2 separate regions of the Capra hircus genome follow, and region 1 is linked to region 2. A link is a contact called in public Hi-C data. All regions are on one chromosome and are shown on one strand. Each heading gives the region's core, a stretch centred on a gene start, on an enhancer-like site or on the middle of the called end of the contact. The rest is flanking DNA. Distances are from core to core; before and after follow the strand shown. Region 1 overlaps SBK1 (serine/threonine-protein kinase SBK1). Region 2 overlaps SBK1 (serine/threonine-protein kinase SBK1).

The links. Hi-C and Micro-C count contacts between places; a contact is called where the count stands out from the background.
Region 1: a Hi-C map of blood shows a contact between it and region 2, with 1.8 times the contacts expected there. The contact joins two enhancer-like sites. A contact is called at or near these places in 2 of 5 Hi-C or Micro-C datasets (both in blood).

What each region holds. Positions count from the first base shown.
Region 1 is chr25:25,725,393-25,732,520 of ARS1.2, reverse strand. It overlaps SBK1 (serine/threonine-protein kinase SBK1), which reads right to left. Exons shown (of 4, transcript XM_018040964.1): 2 at 5,552-5,784; 3 at 3,593-3,795; 4 at 1-2,456. The coding sequence starts at 5,777. The coding sequence ends at 1,617. Among named protein-coding and RNA genes, the nearest start is that of TRNAC-GCA, 10 kb to the left of the region's middle. Within about 2 kb of position 5,725, at least 1 of the 5 cell types and tissues checked has an H3K27ac peak or open chromatin away from gene starts, as enhancers often do.
Region 2 is chr25:25,690,411-25,696,611 of ARS1.2, reverse strand. All of the region lies in intron 1 of SBK1 (serine/threonine-protein kinase SBK1), which reads right to left. Among named protein-coding and RNA genes, the nearest start is that of SBK1, 13 kb to the right of the region's middle. Within about 2 kb of position 3,636, at least 2 of the 5 cell types and tissues checked have an H3K27ac peak or open chromatin away from gene starts, as enhancers often do.

The DNA of each region.
Region 1 (7,128 bases), core at 4,476-6,975, 34 kb before region 2:
GGGGGACCAGGCCCTGGGGCAACCACACACTGTAAACTGGACCCGGGCAGGGCGGGGGGACCTATAGCCCTTTTGCGTGGTGGGAATGAGGGTGAATGGAGAAGTAGGGGCTCCTGGCCAGAGGGTCCCCTCTGGTCAGCGTGGCCCACTAGGGAGCCCCCTCAAATGGCCGAGAACCCTGGAAGGGACCCTGGAAGGTGTGGCCTGGGACAGCGGGTAGGGTGCTGCCAGGCAGAGGGAGCAGCCTCTCCCAGGATGAGGTTATTGCGGGGTCCCAGGCCTCCACGGACAGGGCAGGAGTTGTGAGGGCGGGCTTTGTGAGTCTGGGCTCCTCTGGACTGTGGGTGCCTCCTTGCCAGGCTCCCTGAGGGGTGTGCTGAGCCGGGGGTCTGAGCGCCCTCTGGCAGCTGCCCGCTGAGAATCCTGGGGTGGAGTGACTGGGGTGTCGTGACTGGAGTGTCTGGATGCAGTCACTGAACACATGAGGCTACACGCACACAGGTGCCTTCTGCATGTGCTCACACTGCACAGGTACCTGTTCACACGCTCACTCCCTCCCATTTCCAGGGCCTCTGTTCTCACACCCAGTACGAGAAACTTGGGAGACATGGGGATGGAGTCAGCCCCAGGCTCAGATGTTGGACTCCAGCAGAAATCCGGGAGAAATTCCTGGCACAAGTAACCTCGCTGCCTGCTCAAAGTCCAGGCCACTGACTGGGCTGGGGCAGCGAGGATTGAGAGGATCTGAGCAAGGTTTCCCTGGCCTGGGGAAGGTGCCGGTGGGCAGGCCAAGCTGGGGTGCACCCGGGCTCTGAACTCATTCCCCGGGCCTGGTGATGCAGGGGCATGTGGCCCCTGGCAACGGAGACCAGTTATCCTGAAATCCCTGTAAGGGGAGGGGGAGGGCTGCAGCCTCTCTGGCTGTGTGTGATCTTGGCCAGCCGCCCTCCTTTTGGGCTCTGTGTCCTCATGGGTTGGGGGGAAGGACTGGGTGGTGGGAGAGTCACTGGATTCTTGGGGCCTGTGTTTACACACACACTGCTGTGACATCCAGACGTTTGCTACATTTTTGCAGGGGGCGTGGTCCCTCCCCTCTAACCCTCCCTGGAAAGGGGCCGGTCTCAGATGAACAACACCCCTGCCCTCGGCTCACCGCCCTCCTCCCAGCCAGTGAGTGCCTAGACGCCCTAAGCCCTTTCTCGACCCCAGCACTTGAGTTCCTTTTCGTTCCCAGGGTGGGGGTGGGGGCGGGAAGGTTGGGAGGGGGGCAGGAAAAGGGGTAGGGCTGCTGGACGATCTGCCAGGGGGGTGCAAAGGGCCCGGAGCCACTAGTTCAGGGTCCCAGGTTCAGGGAGGTGTGGGGGAGTCTGCCGGCAAGCTCCCTTGCTCCTGGTGTCGGGGGTGGGGGTGAGGGTGGGGCCTCTGAATCCTCGGGTCTGTGGGGCTGGGCTCCTTTGGTGGCATCTCACCGGCCCGCCGCCGGGCCGGGCGCCTGCCTCGCCTACCACTACTCCCTCCTGCCGCCGCAGGGGGCTGGCCGCTTCGGCCAGGGCGGCTCCCTGCGCCCCGGCCTGGCTGCTGCTCGGCGCCCGGGCCCCGAGGGCGGCGGGGGCGGCTCAGACGCAGATCTCGATGGCCGTGGCCAGCACCACCTGCCCTTTGCTTTTGTCCGGGCGGCCGTCGGTCCTGCCGGGAGGCCCCGGGGGGGCCAGGCCGGGCTCGGGCACGGGGACCGGCACGGGCACGGGGACGGGGACCGGCACAGGTCCGGGCCCGACGGTGGGAGGCGCGGGCCGAGAGCCGCTGCCGCTCTCGGTCAGCACCGTCCGCTTGAGCGGCCCGGGCGCCTCGAGGCGCAGCGGCCCGGCGGCCGGCGGGCGGTCCCCGGCGGGCTTGCGCGCGCGGTGCGAGGGCCGGCGCCGCAGCTCGGACGTGAGCTCGTGCTTGAGGAAGCGGAAGACCTCCTTAGCCGGCCCGCGGCGCTCGGGCTCCAGCGCCAGGAGCCGCTGGAACATGCGCAGCGCTGGCTCGGTGAAGCGGCGCCACTGCGACGGCAGCCCCGGCAGGCGGCCCCGCTGCCAGCGCACGAACTCCTCGAAGAAGGCGTCGGCGCCCGACGCCGCCTCCCACGGGAAGTTGCCGGTGAGCACGCAGAAGATGAGCACGCCGAAGGCCCACACATCCACGCCAGTGTCCACCGCGAAGCCGTCGGCGCGGCCCGCCTGGCACACCTCGGGCGCTGTGTACGGGATGGTGCCGCTCACCCGCTTCACGCGGCAGCCCACGCGGCGCGTCATGCCGAAGTCGGCCAGCTTCACGCGCCGGCACTCGCGGTCAAACAGCAGCACGTTTTCCGGCTTGATGTCGCGGTGCACCAGCTGCCGACCGTGCATGAAGTCCAGCGCCAGGCCCAGCTGCTGCACGCAGCGCTTCACGGTGTCCTCGGGGAGCCCCACCTGCGGCCGGAGGAGAGGGCCGGAGGGCGGCTCAGGGGCGCGGACAGGTTCCACCCGGCCGTCTCCTTCCTCCCCCACCCCGCCCGGCCCTCTCCGCCCGGCCCTCTCCGCCCGGCCCTCTCCGCCCGGCCCTCTCCTCCCAATCCCCGCCCCCCTCCTCCCAATCCCCGCCCCCTCCTCCCAATCCCCGCCCCCTCCTCCCAATCCCCGCCCCCCAACCGCCCCTCCCTCCCATCCCCGCCCCCTCCCTCCCATCCCCGCCCCCTCCCTCCCATCCCCGCCCCCTCCCTCCCATCCCCGCCCCCTCCCTCCCATCCCCGCCCCCGCCCCGTCCCTCAACCCGAACTCCTTGCGGGGTCCCTTTCCTGGGCAAATCCGGGGCCAGCCGCCCTTCCTTATCCTACTTGGGCATCCCCGGCTCCCTCCTTGACCCCCGGGTTTTCACACACCCCTCGAACCTTCCCCACCTTTTCCCCCAGTACCTGTACGGAGCGCCTGCTTTGGGCCAAGTACTGGGTTAATAAGGACCCTATCCGGCATGGTCTGCTGTATGCCCATCTCACGTAAACGGCAGCTCTGAGAGGCCTTGTCACTTATCCGGTGAGCGGCAGGGCAGTGTTTCATCCTGGCCAGGTGCCGGGAATCCCGGGGGCAGTCTCCCCATCCCGGGCACCTCCTCTGGGAAGGCTGGTGGCCCTGCCACCTTCCCTCTTGGGTCCCCACCTCCTATACAGCAGCGGAGGAGGGGGCTGCTGGACTTCATCCCACCCACCGGCTGGTCCTTATCACAGTTCGGTGCCTAAGTCAATTCAGTCGTGTCTCTTTGTGACCCTGTGAACTGTAGCAGGCCAGGCTCCTCTGTCCCTGGGATTCTCCAGGCAAGAATACCGGAGTGGGTTGCCATTCCCTTCTCCATCATCTTAGTGCCTCATGTGGCCAACTGTAGAGTATCTGTTTCCCCCACTAGGCCCATAGCAGGAGCTTTTGTTCACTGTGTATCCGCAGCCCTCCAAACAATGACTGATATACAGTAGGCGCCTAATAAATGATTTAAGCGAGTGGCCTGACTCCTCTTCAGCTCTCACACTTGGGGACCCAGAAGAGCCTCTCCCCTCCCTCAGCCACTGCTCCAGTACCTGAGGAGGAATAATGTCGAACAGGTCCCCGGCGGGCGCGTACTCCTGGGCGAAGACATAGCAGTCTTCCGTCTCAAACACGACGTCAAAAACCTTGATGATGAAGGGGCTGGAGGAGAGGCTGTTGGTAATGCTCACCTCCCGCAGGAAGTTCTTCAGCTTGGTTTTGCTCTTGTTCACAAACTTCAGCGCCATCTTCGTGCCTAGCGGGGCGACAGTGAGAGTGGTGAGGACTCCTCTCCCTGCGCCCCTGCGCCTCACACAGCCGGGCCTGTCTGTGCAGCCTGTCTGGGCTGCAGCACATGACTCGACGGGAGCCCCAGTGGGCAGGCTGTTGTTTCACAGGTAGGAAACTGAGGCCCAGAGAGGGGAAGGCCCTGCAGCAAGTCAGGCGTTAGCCTGGGTCCTCTCTGCCCCGCCCGCAGCCCTCCATGAGGGGGGCCTGCTGCTTCCTCCACCCTCTCCTTTTCCTCCTGACACATTGTGTACTTAGTATCTTGTCTGCCTGCCCCTGGTCAGAAGGCCCTTGAGCACAGGAAACTATCTTTTTTTTTAAGATTTTTTTGTTGTGGACCATTTTTTCAAGTCTTTCATGAATTTGTTGCATTATTGCTTCTGTTCCTTGGCTGTGAGGCATGTGCCGTCCCAGTGCCCTGACCAGGGATGGAACGGGCACTCCCCTGCACTGGGAGCTGAAGTCCCAACCACTGGACCACCAGGGAGTCCCAGGAACCTGTGTCTTGTTTGCTCTTGTATCTCCAGCGCTCACAGAAGAGCCTGGTGCACTGCAGGTGCTCCGAAAACTTTTGTTAAGTAGATGAATAAGTAAGAAGGCACTAGACACACAGAGGTGAGGGCCTGCAAGGCACGTGTCCCCGACTGTGAGCTTGAGCAGCCATCTGTACCCACCTGGGTACAGAGCTGTGTGACACGTGTGTGTTCACAGAGAGCTTACACATTGCGGGTCTTGCCTTCTGCACTTCATGTTCACAACTCACTTTTTATAAAGACCCTATCAGCTGGGCATTAATACTCCTCTGTTTCACAAAGGAGGAAACCTAGGCACAGAGAGGTTAAGTCACTTGCCCCAGGTCACACAGCAAGCAAGCAGCCAAGCTCAGGTGACCCCATGTCCAAGGTTCCTCCTTCTGGCCCTGTCCCCTCTGAATGCAGCTGTGGGCACCTATGCAGCCCCCATCCCTGGCTGGCTGATGGGCACTGCAGTGAGCTTACACTGTGGGGAAGGCATCACGTTTAGCAGTTAAGCGAGAAGGCCCTGGAGCTGATGACTGGGGGCTCATCCTAGCTCACACCTTCTGTAGCTGCATGACCTGGGCTGAGTGACTGCATCTTTCTGGGTCTCAGTGTCCTCGGGATCTGAGGAATGGAGCAGCCACATGGACCTCACAGGGCCCTCTCCCACCTGCTGTTAAGCATGGTGCTCTGTTCGCGAGGACCCCAGTTCAGTTTGGTCCACCCTCCCGGGGACAGCTATCACATATATGCTGGTCATCCCCCAAACACCACTGCCAGCCCTGACCTTTCCCCTGATTCCACATGTCCCCAGGCACACCTCCTTGACTGTCCTGAGGGCACTTTTGTTCAGTTGCTCAGTTGTGTCTGACTCTTGGTGACCCGATGGACTGCAGCATGCCAGGCTTCCCTGTCCTTCACTATCTCCCGGAGTTTGCTCACACTCATGTCCATTGATTCAGTGATGCCATCCCACCATCTCGTCCTCTTTGGCTGTCCTGTCCTCAGGGCACTGTGGATGGCCCCAGAGCAGCCCACTTTCCCCAGAGATTCCTCCCTTGTCCCCGCTTTCCCAGGCTGCTTCACACCACACTCTCTCCACTGGTAGCACAGACTCTCCTTCCCTGCTGGCCTCCTGGCCCCCACAGAGAGCCCCCACCAGGTCCCCACTCCTGTCTTACAGCGGGCCGCCCTGCAGATACTCACCCGTGCCCTTGTAGGCCACGAGGTCGACCTTCCCATAGGTGCCCTTGCCCAGCTCCCGGACAAGTTCGTAGTGCTTGGTGACGTCGCTCGCGGCCACTGTGCGGAGGGTCAGCGCCTGCATGTCTTCGGTGAGGAGGGGCACGCCGGCACCCAGCCCGGGGGCGGTCCCTGGCCCGCAGCAGGGCAGGGAGTGGGGCGGCTCCGGCTCTGGGCAGCCCACGCTCATCTTCTCCCTGGTGTGGGGGTGGGGAGAGGGATGGAGTGTGACATCAGACCCCTCCACTCCCCACCTCCTCCCCGTCCAGGGCCCAGGATGTCTGGGGCTGGGCCTGATGCCAGGCCTAAGATGACCACCAGGCGGCGACAAGCATCTTTGCTGCAAATGGTTGGTTGTTTAGTTGCTAAGGCGTGTCCAAACTCTTTGAGACCCCACAGACTCGTAGCTCACCAGGCTCTTCTGTCCATGGGATTCTCCAGGCAAGAATACTGGAGGGTGTTGCCATGGCCTCCGCCAGGGATCTTCCTGCCCCAGGGTTCAAACCTGCATCTCTTACGTCTCAGGACAGGTAAAGCAGGTTCTTTACCACTGAGTCACCTGGTTCAGTGGTAAAGAAGAATCACCTGGGAAGTCCCCATCCTTTCCCTGAAGCTTCAGGGTCAGGCCTGAGCCAGCAATCCCCAGAGACACGGCCATTGTCCCACCACTCCCTACTTGGGCGTCTCATGCTATGATCCAGACACAGTGTCAGGCAAGGCACACGTGTTTATGTCACACAAAGACATGCCACATACTGAGTTCACACGGGTGCTCCCATTCACAAGTATTGATCAGCACTTGCTGTTTGCCAGGTGCAGTTTGGAGCCCTGGGGACACAGCCCTGAACACACAGACACACAGTTCAAGGTGGGGAAATGGACAATACACAGTAAGCCCACAAATTATATATTGTGATAAAAGGTGACATTGGCTATAGAGAAAATAAGGCTGGGGAGGGGCAGGGGGGGTGTGAGGGGAGGTTGTTCAGTCACACAGTCGTTTCGGCTCTTTGCGACCCCATGGACTGCAGCACGCCAGGTTCTGCTGTCTGTGGGGTTTCTCAGGCAAGAATACTGGACTGGGTAGCCATTTCCTTTTCCAGGGGATCTTCCCGACCCAGGGATGGAACCCAGGTGTCCTGCATTGCAGGCGGATTCTTCACCGACTGAACCTCCAGGGAAGCCGTAACGGGGCAGAAGTCTCAGATAAAACCCTGGCAGGGCGGCGCAGGCTGGCCACATCCCCACCAAGGCCTTATAATCTGTCCCCCGACCTCAGACGACCACACACAGCCCAGCTCAAGTACACAGCTGCAGCTGTAGCTCCTGGGTCCCCGCCCAGGCTCCTCGGATACAAGGACAGAATGCCTGTTCCACCATGACCCACCCTCCACTTTCACCGCTGGTCCCCTTCCGTGTTCACACGGGCTGGGGGAGGGGGCTTCCTGGACACACCGACCCCTTCGGGGATACTGAGTTTGCCTCCTGATGGTGCTGGGGGCGCAGAGAGCTGCAGTGGGAAGCGTTCAGGGGTGGGTGAC
Region 2 (6,201 bases), core at 2,387-4,886:
GAGGCACTGGGCTGGTCCTACCAGAAGGAGGGACACTGGGTGGAGGCCTGAGAGCTGGGGGGCCCAGCCCCGCCCCCACCGGTTCCCGGTCCTGAGTGGATGAGAGGATGGGCTGTGCCAGGGCCCTGGAGGAGGTGGGCAGGGTTGCAGCAGGGAGGGGAGGCTGGGTGGAGCCAGGCCTGCAAGCCCTAATTAAGTCAGTTAATTAGGTGGGGAGGAGAAGCCTGTGGGAATTAATGAGCTTGGCTAATTAAGTGGATCTGGCAGAATGGCTCCGATCCTAGCGGCTCCGGAGAGATGGGGGCTTAGGCAGGACACAGGGTCGGAGGCAAAGTGCTGGGCACCTCCCCTTTTCACCAGATCTGCAGCCTCCACTGGGCTAAGGCCACTACCAGGGCCCGCACTGACCATCAGGGTCTGCGGCCACCTCCTGAAGTTACGGGCCATGCATGCTACTGATGCTTGGGTTGAAGTCCCCATCGACAACCTGGTGCCCTGTTACCCATCCCTAAGGGGTTAAAGCTCTATCCCCCCTTTGAACATTTCGGAGATGGAGGCTGAAAATGAGCCCTGACCAGGCTCCTAGCAGAGCAGCCACTACAATCCCTGACCGGCAACCATGACTGCCACCCACACGTCCCCCAGGTTTCAGAGGGAAACCTGCCTGGTGCTCTCCCAGCTCACAGATGCGGCAGCTGAGGCCGAGAGGAAGGGGCGTGGCTTGTCTTCCACCCATTGCTTACAGCAGCGACTGGCCCAGGAGCCTGGGGGCTTTCTCTTGCTGGGCACTATTTCCCTCTGATCGTGGGCCGTTGAGTAACAACAGCAACAGTGCCCATGGCTGGAGTACATACTGTTTGTGAGGTGTGTGTCCTTGACACAAGGGCCAGCTACAGAATGTGAGGCTTCTTATCTAGAAAGCAGGAGAGAGGCTTTCCCTTCCTATCCAAACCTCTCTCTCTGCCTGCCACAGTGTTCTATATTTGCCATTGAACATGATGCTGCCTTGGGCATCACGGATGCCTGGGGCCCCTTGATGCACACCCGACGTGGAACCTTCCTGGTATCCAGGCCGCTGCTAGACCAAGCACATCAACCTTGACTGTGGCATGCAGGACCGTAGTTCTCCGACCAGGGACTGAGCCTGTGCCCCCTGCAGTGGAAGCACAGAGTCTTAACCACTGGACCGCCAGGGAAGTTTCGCTTGTGCCACCGTTACTCAGACTTCACTTACACTTCAATGATGATATGATGAAGAAAGGCAAGCTGCTGGGAATACCCTGGCAGTCCAGCCGTTAGGACTCTGTACTAACCTGAGGGCATGGGTTCAATCCCTGGTTGGGGAGCTAAGATCCCACAAGCTGCATGGCACAGACAGAAAAAGAAAAGAAAAAATTCTAAGATACCAACCACAGAGCATTAGAGCCCAAGTTTGGGGCCCTGCGTGATACATATTAACTGAGTTCTCACAGCCACTCTGCTTACTGGGACTGTTACTGCCCTCGTTTCACATATTTGTTCATTCATCCATTCAGTTACTAAATATTATCAAGTGCCTCCTATGTACCAGGCAACATTTGCAGTGAACAAAACAGAAAAATCACTGCCCGCATCCATTGTAGTGAGGGGAGAAGACAACAAACAGGGTATGTGAAGAAAGGACCATACTTCATGGGATTCATGGAGGGAAGACATAAAGCAGGGAGGGCTTCACAGAGAAGGTTCCTTTTGAGCAGAAACTTGAAAGAGGTGAGGGAGGAAGGGAGCCATGCTGAAATGAGGGCAGGCAGGCAGAGGGAAGAGCCAGTGCAAAGGCCCTGAGGCCAGAGTGTATGCTTGGGGATGCCCAGGAACAACGAGGCTGATGGAGCCTGGGAGGAGTTGAGAGGTGATGGGGACAGTTCATCCAGGGCCACAGTAAACCTTTGCCTTTGACTCTGAGAGCAGTGGCAGTCCTTGGAGGGTTTTGAGCAGAGGAGGGAGAAGGTGGATTATAGGTTTTAACAGGCTCCCTCTGGTGGCGCAAGAAGGGAAGTGAGGAGGCTCCAGTACCCAGCGAAGTGAAACAAGATAGCTAGGGACCAGGTAGTAGGAACAGAAGTGATGAGAAGTGACAGGATCTGCTGACAGATTGGACAATGGGGTGGGGTGTGTGTGTGTGTGTGTGTTATTTGCCTTCAGCCTCTGGACCGTGAAATTCCACCAACAGCTGAGGACACCAAGCAGCTCTCTGGACCCTGGATTCCTTGCCCCTGAAGGTCTGCTCTCAATGCTGGGACCCTACCCCTCTCCCTCTGCGTTTCTGCCTGCCTGGGGCCAGTGGCTGCAACATGGACAAGGTACATGAAGCCTCTTGGGCACAGTTCTCCTTTCATGGAGTCAGACTGAGACACTGAGTCCCCAGGGAGGGACTGTGAATGGGGTGCATGACCTGGGTGGGGGACAGTGGTGAGCGGGAGAGCCCTAGCCCATCTGAGTGGTGGCCTCCCCTCCCCTGTGGCCCATTGCTGTCACATGGGAATGTGAACTCAGGTTTTCAGAGCTTCTAATTTTCCAGAAGTTAGAAACCTGGATCTTATTTGTAAAATGTTAGCAAATCATTGATTAAAAATAGTCAGGAAGGCTAGACCCCCTCTGAGGGACCAAGGATAACACAGGGGGGCTGCTTCTGTGGGTCTTCTACACATCGCGACCTCCATACCAGCGGCCTCGGCCAGCCTGGGAATACAGATAAAACGAAGACACTTCTTCCCGAGGTGTGGCCTCGTAGGCCAGCTCTTGGCTGGTCTGGGCAGGATCCTGGAAGGACTGGGGCAGTTAGGATGGAGCACCCCTTCTGAGCCCTTGGTGGAGGCACCAGACGGTGACATTTCTCAAGGATGATATGGCTGCCAGGCAAGGGCAACTGCTGGTCCCCTGGCTGCCTGGAGGAGCAGGAGAAGGCCTGGGATCAGAAGGAGAAGACCATGGCCAGGAATGAGCCACAGGGTGAAGTCTGCTCCCAAACAAAGAGAACCAGCAAGACTAACAGGAAAGGGAGGCACCCAGGCTTGTTCCTGCCTTACAGGCCACCCTTAACTCTGCCTCTGCTCTGGAACATTCCAGAAACCGACCTCTGTTTCTTCCCCTGGATCTAGGCTGGGCAGGGCTGGGCTGAGGGGCTGCAGGAGAAGCAGAGAGAGACAGAGGCGGTGGCAGAACCTCCGGCACTGTCAGATCGGGTTAGCCATCTCCCAGTGTGGCGCAGCGCTTCACACGCCTGACCTCATTCATCCTCTGAACCGTCTCAGGTCAGAGTTACAGCTGGACGCAGGACGAAACTGGGTCACAGAACGGTCGGGTAACTGGCTAAGGTCACGCAGCCTAAAAGTAGCGGGACCTGGAGTTAAACCCAGGGGTATCTACCTGCAGAATCTGAGCTTGGACATAAACTCTGTCAGAAAAAGACCGAAGCAGCACGGACAGACGGACGGAACGAGCGGTGCTGTCCCTGCATGTGCGGGCGCAGCGCTCCCTCTAGTGGCCAACTCGCCGCAGTGCAGGACAGACGAGGGGCTCGCCGGCCGCCCGACTCGCTGTCTCTGAGTCTCTTGTCTGTCTCACACGCCTGCACGCACGCACGAGCGCGCACACACATTCAGTTTTCCAGCGGGAAGACCGCAACATCTCCACCTTCTCACCTGCCACAGGCGGCCCCTACCCGGCTTCCCCTTTCACCTGGTCAGGCTCCATCAGCGATGCCAGCCCCAGGGAGCCTTCCGGTTACTCCCCGGCGTCTCTTTCTCTCTGTCAGAACCTGGGTATTCTTGTCTATACCCGTGGTTCTCAAACTCTGCTGCACATTCTAGTCTGCCCGGGAGCTTTCAGAAGTCCTGATGCACGGCCACGCCCAGAGCAAAGGAATCAGCCTCTTCTCTCACCATCACTGGACCTTCGGAGTTCAAACCTCAGGTGGAGGGTGGAGATCTCAGCCTTTTGGTTCTCTGGCCTTTCCTGACACCTTTAACCCTCTCTGCTCCCGTCCACCTCTGAGGCTCACATCCCAGACCATATAATTACCCCACACCCCACCCGCTCTGAGATTCTGTTTTGATCACCTCCCTCTGTGTTTCCCTCTCCATCCTCTTCATCTGGTACCCACAAGCAACAGTTTTTTCACCCCATCGAGGCCACCAGTCCAGGGCCCCCATCCCTTTCTCACTGCCCATCAGCCCCCTTCTGCCATGATGATCCACCGTGCCCTGCTTGGGTTCTGCACACCACCATCACCATGGCTGCTCCCTGGCACCTTCATCTCCACCCCGCTGTGTCCAGCTCTCCTGTTGGAGAACCTGCCTGGCAAAACGCCAACCATCACCTGCTTTCTGCCTGCACCATACAAGCCAGCACTGGTCCGAGGGTTCCCCACTAAGTAGAGAGTTTCCCTTCATGGTCTTCATGAGGCACTCGCTGCCACCCCACAACCCCAGTATGCCTGCCAGTAGCCCTTCCCCACTCTCTCTGACCAGGCCTTCTCAAATTTTAATTTGCTTGCACCTCTCCTAGGAATCTTGGTGAGGCCTGAGCTGCATGTCTAACCAGCCCCCCAGGGGTGCTGATGCTGTTGGCCTCTGCACCCTCCTCTGAGCGGCAATGTCCTCCAACCTTCTCCTCACTTCTCAAACCACGGTTCCCATTTCGCTGAGAATACAGGTGGACCGGATGCAGTTTCATTGGCTCCTTTTATCAAAGCACAAACCCACCCAGCCCCTCACTCTCACTTCTTCCAGCAGCTTTAGTGGGGGTGGGGAGGCCCTTCTCCCGAGGCCAACCCCTCCTTTGGGCCCTGGACTCTTCAGGACTCCCCTCTACCACACGTCTCCATCCATTTCTATCAAGAAACACGAGCAGCTCCCACTCCCATTTCCCACTGCTTTGGGACAATCATTTCCATCCTTTTAGCTGAGTATTAGTAATTTTCATTCCTATGTTTCCTGCGTAGCATGTTTTAGGTTATGCTTTTCATCTCCACTTCTCATGCTGGAAGATGAAGATGGAGTTCTCTGATGTCCATTCCCTCCACTTCCTGTCTCCCGCCCTCCGGGAACAGTTACATCACAGTATTGATAAGATTGGTAGTGTTGGCGGGACTTCCTTGGTAGTCCAGTGGTTAAGAATCCACCTGCAAGTGCAGAGGACATGGGTTCGATTCTTGGTCCGGAAAGATCCCGCATACCGCGGGGCTATAAAGGCCATGTGCCACAACGACTGCACCCTCCTCTAGTTTAGACCTCCTTTAGACCGTGCCCTAAAGCCTGTGCACCGCAATCAGAGAAGCCACCATAGTGAGAAGGCTACATCTCACTATGGCATCTAGAGAGTAGCCCACACTTGCCATGACTAGAGAAAGCCCTCGTGCGGCAATGAAGACCCGGTACAGCCAAAAATTAAAAAAAAAAAAAAAAACGATTGATAGTGTTGGGGACTTTCCTAGTTGCCCAGTGGTTAGGGCTCCGTGCTTCCACTACAGGGGGCGTGGGTTCGATCCCTGGTTGGGGAACTTTGCCGCACAGCCAAAAGGGGGGAAAAAAAAAGATTGGTAGTATTTACATAGTATGGAAACACAACTTTCTGTGGGATACCATGATTTCTTTCCCCCCTTTTCCCTTTTATGATAGATTTTCTGTTTTAGTTTTAGATTTATAGAACAACTGAACACGAAGTACAGAGACTTTTCATGTATACCTGCCCCCTCTGCATTTTCCCTGATTATCAGCATTTTGCATTAGTGTGGTGAGCTTGTTACAATTGATGAACCAGTGCTGATAAACTAATATTAACTAAAATCCATAGTTTACATGAGGGCTCCCTCTGTCGTACAGTCTATGGGTTTTGACAGATGGATGGGGTCACGGACCCATCTTTCCAGTATTGTACAGAATAGTTCCATGGCCCTAAAAATCCTCCGAGCTCCACCTACTCACTCCCCGCTCCCCACCAGCCCCTGGCAACCACTGATCTTTTTCCTGTCTCTAGTGTTGACTTTTTCAGAATGTCATAGAGTTGGAGGCATACAGCTCATAGCCTTTTCAGACTGGCTTCTTTCACCTTGTGGGGTGGTTGTTGTTTAGCCGCTGAGTCATGTCTGACTCTTTGCAACCCCATGGACTATAGCTTCTCTGTCCATGGGATTTCCCAGGCAAGAATCTTGAGTAGGCTTCC